2 separate regions of the Rattus norvegicus genome follow, and region 1 is linked to region 2. The links are chromatin contacts, called in public Hi-C maps. All regions are on one chromosome and are shown on one strand. Each heading gives the region's core, a stretch centred on a gene start, on an enhancer-like site or on the middle of the called end of the contact. The rest is flanking DNA. Distances are from core to core; before and after follow the strand shown. Region 1 has its middle 190 kb from the start of Pgk1l1. Region 2 holds the start of Plk2 (polo-like kinase 2).

The links. Hi-C and Micro-C count contacts between places; a contact is called where the count stands out from the background.
Region 1: a Hi-C map of prefrontal cortex shows a contact between it and region 2, with 9 times the contacts expected there. The contact joins the enhancer-like site here to the promoter of Plk2 in region 2. A contact is called at or near these places in 12 of 12 Hi-C or Micro-C datasets (the A7r5 cell line, the Rat2 cell line, Schwann cells and 7 more) and 1 of 1 datasets of contacts at active chromatin or transcription factors (oligodendrocytes).

What each region holds. Positions count from the first base shown.
Region 1 is chr2:44,298,180-44,302,574 of GRCr8, forward strand. No RefSeq gene overlaps it. Among named protein-coding and RNA genes, the nearest start is that of Pgk1l1, 190 kb to the right of the region's middle. Within about 2 kb of position 2,547, at least 13 of the 93 cell types and tissues checked have an H3K27ac peak or open chromatin away from gene starts, as enhancers often do. A contact at or near this core is called in prefrontal cortex, where this site is marked.
Region 2 is chr2:43,700,103-43,704,057 of GRCr8, forward strand. It overlaps Plk2 (polo-like kinase 2), which reads left to right and starts at 2,434. Exons shown (of 14, transcript NM_031821.2): 1 at 2,434-2,822; 2 at 3,416-3,523; 3 at 3,670-3,786. The coding sequence starts at 2,562.

The sequences.
Region 1 (4,395 bases), core at 1,297-3,796, 600 kb after region 2:
TTCTTCCAGGTTCCTCTCTGCCTCTGCTATTATCTTAGTTAGGGTTTTATTGCTGTGAAGATACACCATGACCAAGGCAACTCTTATAAAGGAAAACATTTCATTGGGGCTGGCTTACAGTTTCAGAGGTTGAGTCTCTTATCATCATGGTGGGAAGCATTGAGGCATGCAGACCAACATGGTGCTGGAGCTCAGAGTTCTACATCTTCATCAGAAGGCAGCCAGGAGACTGAACATGTTTCATACTGGGAGTAGCTTGAGCATTTAAGACCTCAAAGTCCCATCTTCACAGTGACACATTTCCTACAGCAAGGCCACACCTCTTTTAAAAAAGTCACACCTCCTAATAGTGCCACTCCCTATGGCCAAGGATTCAAACACAGAAATCAATAGAGCCATACAAAGTCAAGCCACCACAACCATGTAAAACATCTTCATGCTGAATACACAGCACTAGTTTGGACAGTGGGAAGGGGAAAGACCGAGTTCCTGGTTACACGGTACAGTTGTTCATTTTAAAACATCATAGTAAAAATAAACCTACTCTTAAAGAAGCAATAATGAAATCTGAGAACAGGGATTCGATTACTAATCCTACTTTATATGCAGAGTAGGTACAGCAGTCCAATTGCCTGTCCAAACATCAGCTTGCTCATTTGATCAATGTGGATCACAATACCTACCTCCCAGTCTGTAAGAACAGGCCATTCAAGAGATTGCTAGCAACCCATTCTATGTATATATCTCCCTTTTGTCCGTCTGGGAAATAGAACATGAAACAGTCTGTCTACTGCAGACAATTGTTTCCTAGCCCTGGTATGAGAGATAACCATTGTGAACAATTAAAAAAAAAGAAACATATTTGCTCTTCATTAAATGATCTTAGAGTAGATATCAGCTTCACAATGGATCTGAAAGTTGTTTATCTTTGGTCCTTTCATGCATACACACACATATGCACACACAGGCATACATACATACACACACAGGTTTACTTAGAGCCATACAAGTGACAACAAAGAAAAAAATGGCAGAGCCTCAAGGAAGCTCCCCATTCACACGAATGTACAAAGTCAAGGGACAACCTTGATGAGTCAAAGCATCACACAGCTTCCTGTTATTCTTTCTTGGATTGCATCTGTGTTAAAAAGATGCTCCCCCAAAGTGAAAAGGGGCATCTTTTCTTGAATTCCCAGCTCTTGTCAGGAATAACAATTTTTTTATATTTTTTTAAAGAACTAAATTAAATAGAGAAAATTCAAAACTGAAATCTTCCTTCTATTCTTTCTTATTGCACAGTACAACCCTCTAAGGACTTCAAGGGAGACCACCATAAACTCTGTAGAACAAAGTGTAGTATTTCATTGTGAATTAGCCTTTTAAAAAGCAGAGCTCATTGTTTTAGGATTGACTGTTCCACACATCCTAAGCATGATAAGAAACTATGAAGTCAGCACTGTAGCTATTGAGAGAGAGAGCAGACAAGCTCCATCCAGAAACAAATAGATTTCCTACGGAGCTGTGATCTTGCTTATCTAGAGGAAGGTTTTGTTTGCCTGTCAATCAAGCAAAGGAGATCTTCTGGGCGCTGGCCACACCTTGGGCTGGGGAAGCCCGGAAAGGAATGTGGGAAGGAAGAGGGGAGAGGCCATTTCCTGATGGGTCAGCTGCTGGCAAGTGTCTGGACCCTGGGAAAACTGTGGTGTAAGCGTTCCTCTCCTTGGAGAGCAAGCAGAACAGCAGGAACAATAGTGTGAAATGCCGCTGGTACCTCCCAGGTCACGCCTAGAGCAGCGCGGTCCACTGGCAGCAGGTTATGCCACAACACGTCCTGGACTCCAGGCAGCCTGTTGTTTAAATCTCCCTGGGCAATCCCTCTGCCAACATGAAACACATTCTCAAGGTAATTTCTCTTCAAGGGAGACAAAGAGCAGTCAGCACTAGGTTAACAGAAAAGCCATAGCACAGGGGGAAAAGTCTTCTAAGCGTTTCAGAGTGTCATTCCCATAGCTCCTGATCAACAGTCATGTGTTTTATATCCAAAGTGATCTTTTTATGTTCGGATTAGTCTGCAGAGCATCCTCCTAAGTTAGGCTACTCAGGATCTGCAGAAAGAGTTAAAAGACCCCATTCCAAGTTCCAGGCACAGCCTTCCCATGTTCTTTAAAGGCCATGCCAAGGAAACTTACTTCTGCTGTTAATGTTCCCGCGAAAAGGTGCTCAATCATTGGAAGAATTTTTTAGCTGGGTGTGGTAGTACATGCATATAATTCCAACATTTGGAAGGTGGTGGCAGGGTCATCAGGAATTCAAGGTTATCCTGGACAACATGGGGAGTTCATGTCCAACCTAGAACATAAAATACAAAATCTGAAAAAAGCAAACAAAACTATAAAAATGAAAACAGGGACCAGCTGGATTGAGGCAGAGGAAACCCAAGATAAACCAAGAAAAAAAATCAATTTAAAAATACCTTATTCAATATTCAAGACAAGATTTCTTACTGCTTCTAGTCTATGAGACTAGCTTGGAGTAGTCTATTTCCCTCCATTCCTCTTTCACACAAGTGCAATCAGGATATTTGTCTCCTCCTGAGCACTTTGGAAGCCTCCATGTTCTTTAAATCTGGTACATTAGTGACCTCTAGAGGACAGAATTCCAATCAATGCTAGGATCAAACAATTGTTCAGTGGAGAATGGGAATTATCAAATTCATAGCTGTGAAGTACTCTTGGCTCACACAGGCACAACAGCTTTCAAAAAAAAAATCATCATTCTCCAGGTGATTCCCAAGCATCTAACACACAAAAGGTCAATTTTCTTTTAAACAGTAGGAGTTCGTTGATGGTGAAAATGTAATACCATATGGATTTATTTCTCTGGTTTTCCTACAGGTGCTTAAATTGGCCAAAACAGTGGCGATGAGCTTAAACAAATGTCTTTGGGGCTTCTCGCTAATCCTCATCCCTCAGTTCTGAACACGAGCATCCAAGAGTTCCAGGAAGAGCATCCAAAGAAGCCCTTCTTCAATCCCTTTAAGCCGATGGGGCTTTGCACTTCCCAGACAGGAGTGAAACAGCCAGACACGCTTAGCCACATTCTCCTCTACTAAGAGAACTTTCTGACAGAGCCAAAAGGGCCAAATGATATTCTCCTGGCCACAGAGTTGGGATGAGGCATATTGCGTAATGGGACTGGAACTACTTATAATGTTCTCAAGCCTGTGACATCAGGCTTGAGTCTTCTATTCAAAGACAGAGCCAGAGGTTTGAGTTATTTCACCCTTAGTAACATAGACATAGTGCTATACATCATCAGGAACAGAAGTCAGCCTAGCACTGTACCCTGTATAGTGGTTTGAAAAGGGCCTCATAGGCTCACAGTGAGTGGTAATAATGGGAGGAGTGGTCTTGTTGGAGAAGATGTGGCTTTGAAGTTTTAAGTGCTCAAACCAGACCCAGTGTCACTCTCCCTGATGCTTTCAGATTCTGATGTAATACCCTCAGTTACTTCTCCAGCACCATGCCTACCTAGATGCTGCCATGCTTCCTGCCATGATGCAAATGGACTGAACCTTTGAACTGTAAGGCAACCCTCCAATTAAATGTTTTCCTTTATAAAAGTTGTTGTGGTCATAGAGTCTCTTCACAGCAATGGACACTCAGCAATATGTGTCTATTTCAGTCTAGGTCATGGCACCATTGGATTATGGTGATCTTTCTGGTTACAGTCATCTATATTCTGGAACTTTGGAAAGTGTTGGTGGTGCTGACTGTCATTTTATAACAACTTTCTAGGCATTGTTCTCTTCATTTTATGAATAAAAAACAACTAAGGAATATCACAAGACAAGGCCAGAGAACGTAAACCTGGAAGATCTCTTCTGCTCTAAAGTGTGTTATTTCTACTTCATCAAGATGTTTGTAACAAAGAAAAGACCTCTGAATCGATGCATAAGTTACTTCATCTATTTGCTTTTAAAATCAGATGGGAAATAACATGCCTCAGGCTGCATACTTCACTGGAAGAGATAGGTCTAGTAGGGATTCTTAATTTCAAACCAGTCACTGTACAGAGTCTATAATAGCTCCCTTCTCACCCGGGCACCAGCTGCAGAGGTCCACTGTGAGATCGCCATATACATCAGAAAGATGTTGTCTTTGACAGTTCCTTCCTCACTTTTTCCAGTTAATCTTTGTCAATGCTGCATCTTTCTAGGGTATACAGATGGTTACCAACTCCACCCCTCTCAAAACCCTGCCTCACATTTGTGTCTGCCTTAGTGGCCCTTTATCTATATCCATGTTGGAACGAAACATTGATTTCCCAGGGCTCAAGACAAAGTCTGTCAACAATGAGGAGAGCAGCTGGCCTTAAGACTCAAAAAAAAATGTG
Region 2 (3,955 bases), core at 1,184-3,683:
TATTTTTGGTAGAACTGAATTTCACATGGTATGTTCAACAGTCTAATACTATAGCATCCCCAGAAAAATATGTAATAGTGTATGACACAAAATTGAAATTAAAAAAAGTCTTAATTGTTCTTTCAGTCCTTGAATTGTAAGACACACACACATACACACACAAACACACACATTAGAGCAAAACTCTCTCTGGGAAAGTAAGGTGGTCTTCTTCAACCAGGAGGCCTATCCAACGGTTTCGTCCAGGCTGGGGAACAAAGGTCATAGCCAAGTTTATGAATAAAGCAGGGGAGTTGTGTAATTCTGCTTCTCCACTTCCAGCCCCGCCTCCCTATTATTCAAACCTGGGATAATCTTGGGTTAAAGTCTCCTATCCTTTGTGAACAACATGCCCGGGCTTGCAGTGAGCTAAAGCACTAAGACAGAGAGTATCTTGCCTTGTCCACTCTGCAATGTTAAGGAAGCGTGCTTGGATAGTTTTTGGAGTACCTGAGGTGAATGTCGTTTTAACTGTTAAGACTAGATTTACCTATGTTTGATAGTGGTCTGGAGGAAACCCCATTTACCCTTACTTGGAAGTCTATGTGTCATTCTTTCCCAGTTGGCAAGGACTCAGCCTTGGTATTTTATTAAAGGCCTGTGTATTTTTGGAAGACAGGAAGCCTGTGCAAAGTAACTGCTTACAAACTGTCAACTGAGACAACAGGTGGGCATGTAGTTGGCTTAACAAAACCTCATGGCTCTAGGAAAAATGTATTGATAATAGCTATTTAAATTGTCTAGGACCAAGTTTCTTAACCTGTAAGATGGGAAATTGTAGACTAGACTATGTCACTTCAAAATATGCCCGCGGGAAACTAGAATAGGTCACCCTCAATATATTGCTGAGTCAGGATGTTTGAAGTGAATTCAAAGGTGGGTAAACACGGAAGACCTGAAAATGGCGCACTGCTCTTTTGTAAGGAAAAAAAAATCACATTTATTAAAAGAAGTCTCGAGTCCTGAGAAAGTCCCCCGAACTAGACAAAAACAATGATTCTAAGTAACAATCTTCTCGGTGAAAAACAGTAACAAAGGTCTAGGTTATTTACTCCCTGGTTATTTTCTTCCTTTCCTGTCTTTCCCCACACTCGTGTTTTGCCTCCGATGGCATTCAAAGCTCAATTCCAAGCCACGTCGGAGGGTACTCGTTTCGCTGTGAAGGAATAAGCTTATGTTTCTGCACTTACTCTGCCCTGTTTGAGGAACCACAGCGATAATTTAGAAGGGTAGAAGGAAAATATTTTTCCCTCCTCTAATATGGCCGTATTTCTGATTCGGGATTGTATTAAGATGATAGAGACATTTCGAAATAGCTACCAGAGTTTAATTCCCCAGTGAACAGTACTCCAGAAGCGCTGGCACCACTGCCGTTGGAAGAAAGAAGGATAAGTCTCTGAGTTATTAGAAATGAACAGTAAAATCGAGCTTGTTGACAGCCACACTTTAGCTCAGCTGCCTTCATTTTCTGCTTTACCCCACAGTGGGACCTTGGATTGACTCTGTACCAGGGCGGTGACATCGCTTAGTGACATGAGATCCACGCAATCTGAATCACCTAGTTGGAACAAGAAGTCATAGATGACTTCAACTGTAAAATCATAATTAGCAACAGAACACGTTTAGCGTTACTGTTGAAGCTCAAGTTGCTGCTAACGAACCTCGGCCCACTCAGACCGTTAATCGTTTTTCTGAAAAATTCCACAGGATGGCGATCTTGCTTAGACTTGTTGCGTACCAAACCTTCGCCGGGCGTCAAGTCCTCGCTCCTCTCCAAGGTTAAGAGCCTGGCCTCTGACAGGGGTCACTTATCAGGCGAAAGGAAGAGGCTGCAGGGAGCTCAGATACTTCCCACGCCACAGCAGGTCACCCGGATCTCCGACCAGGATTGCACCTCGTTCCTCAGCTGCTCTGAGTCTGCCTGGTGCCGGGTTCCGCGGGGCCAGCCACTGAGCCTCCCCGTCCACGGGGTCCTAGACTGGAGTCTAGGTGGAGGTGGCCGAGGTCCCCAAGCGCTTCGTGTCTCCCTGTGCAGCCACGAGTGGCTCGCTGGATGACACCCGTGTCGGGTTGCACGGCTGTCAGGAGGGCAGTGCCAACCTTGCCTCTCGCCTGGCTGCTACCCCGCATCCCCACCGGGCCAGAACCGAGACAGGGCGTTCGCCCTTGAGTTTCTGTTTTCTACGCCCAAAGTAAGGGCACTCGACGAAACGCGGGAGCTTTGCGTACCGCCGCCTCCAAGCCAGGCCAAAGCCCGCGATAGCCACGCAGCTACCCCGCATCTATCCACAGTGCGCACTCCAGGGCGGGTGGGTGGAGCCCTCTTCGTGACGTCACGAGGCCCCGCCCCACCCAGCAGGCGCGTATTTAAAGCTTCGCTGCTGGCTCTCGCTCGCAGAAGAGGAGCCGGACGTCGGACTAGAGAGTAGGGAGAGCGATTGGGGCTCGAGGGACAGGGCTAGACCGGACGCGTGTCCGCGCCTCGGAGGTGGCAGTAGGTAGTGTCGGGTAGCGAGGCAACGATGGAGCTCCTGCGGACTATCACCTACCAGCCGGCCGCCGGCACCAAGATGTGCGAGCAGGCGCTGGGCAAAGCTTGCGGCGGGGACTCAAAGAAGAAGCGACCGCAGCAGCCTTCTGAAGACGGGCAGTCCCAAGCCCAGGTGACCCCGGCGGCCCCACACCACCATCATCACCATTCTCACTCCGGACCCGAGATCTCGCGGATTATAGTCGACCCCACGACGGGGAAGCGCTACTGCCGGGGCAAAGTGCTGGGCAAGGTGAGGAGCCGCGGGCGCCAGGCTGCGGGGCGGGAGGGCGGGCTGCCCGGGCAAGCTGAGCGAGCCGGGACTCAGCGCCCGCTTTTCTCGCTCCTTCAGCTGTCTAGTTCCCTGAGCGACATAGGTCCCACTCCTGCCCTCCTGGGCTTCTGAGCGCTGGGGATCCGGTGTGCATCCTCAGTCTGTTTTCCTCCCAGTCTACGAAGGAGGACTCAGGACGTTCTACCTTGACCCGGGCTCTCACTACCTGATCCCGGGGGAGCTAGCCTGTCAAATTTCTTCAGAGGGCATTTTTCCACCCTTTCTCCCTTCCATTCCCTTCTCCTTAGAGTTCGTTGTAAAGGGGAAACGAGAAAACTGGACTGGTTTCCAGGAATGCCTTTCCCTTCCTGAAAAACCATTTTACAAAGCAGATTGTTTCGCTCTGCCCACCCTCTCTGTTCCTCAATTTTTTGCTCCCGCCCCCCATTTTTTTTCTTGATAATCACTTATTTTAAACGTTGGTCCTTCGGGTTTTTTTTTTCTTTTTTCTTTTTTTTTTTCTTTTTTCTTTTTGTCATGCTCAATTCCATCTCGCCTTTGTTTCCTCCCAGGGTGGATTTGCAAAGTGTTACGAAATGACAGATCTGACAAACAACAAAGTCTACGCTGCAAAAATTATCCCTCACAGCAGAGTAGCTAAACCTCATCAAAGGGAAAAGGTGCGTATGACTGTTGAGTAAAGTATTTTCTTTGTGTGCAGGGATGGCCCTACCCTGTTAGAAAAATGTCTTCTGAATGTGTAAGCACTGTCTCTCCAGACAAGACGAGAGGCTAATAAGCCTTATCTTGCTTTTTTTTTCCTTAGATCGACAAAGAAATTGAGCTTCACAGAATCCTGCACCATAAGCATGTAGTGCAGTTTTACCACTACTTTGAAGACAAAGAAAACATTTACATCCTCTTGGAGTACTGCAGTAGAAGGGTGAGTGTTAACTCCTGGGTCAGTGCGCTTGCTAACAGAAAGCCCGGGTGGTATTTGCATTACATTCTATCTGCGGTTTTAGCCGTGACAGTTAATTATTCTCCCACAATATGAGCCTGCATCACTAGTCCAGCAAAGGGAAGCTTGATCTACGTAACTTCATTTGACA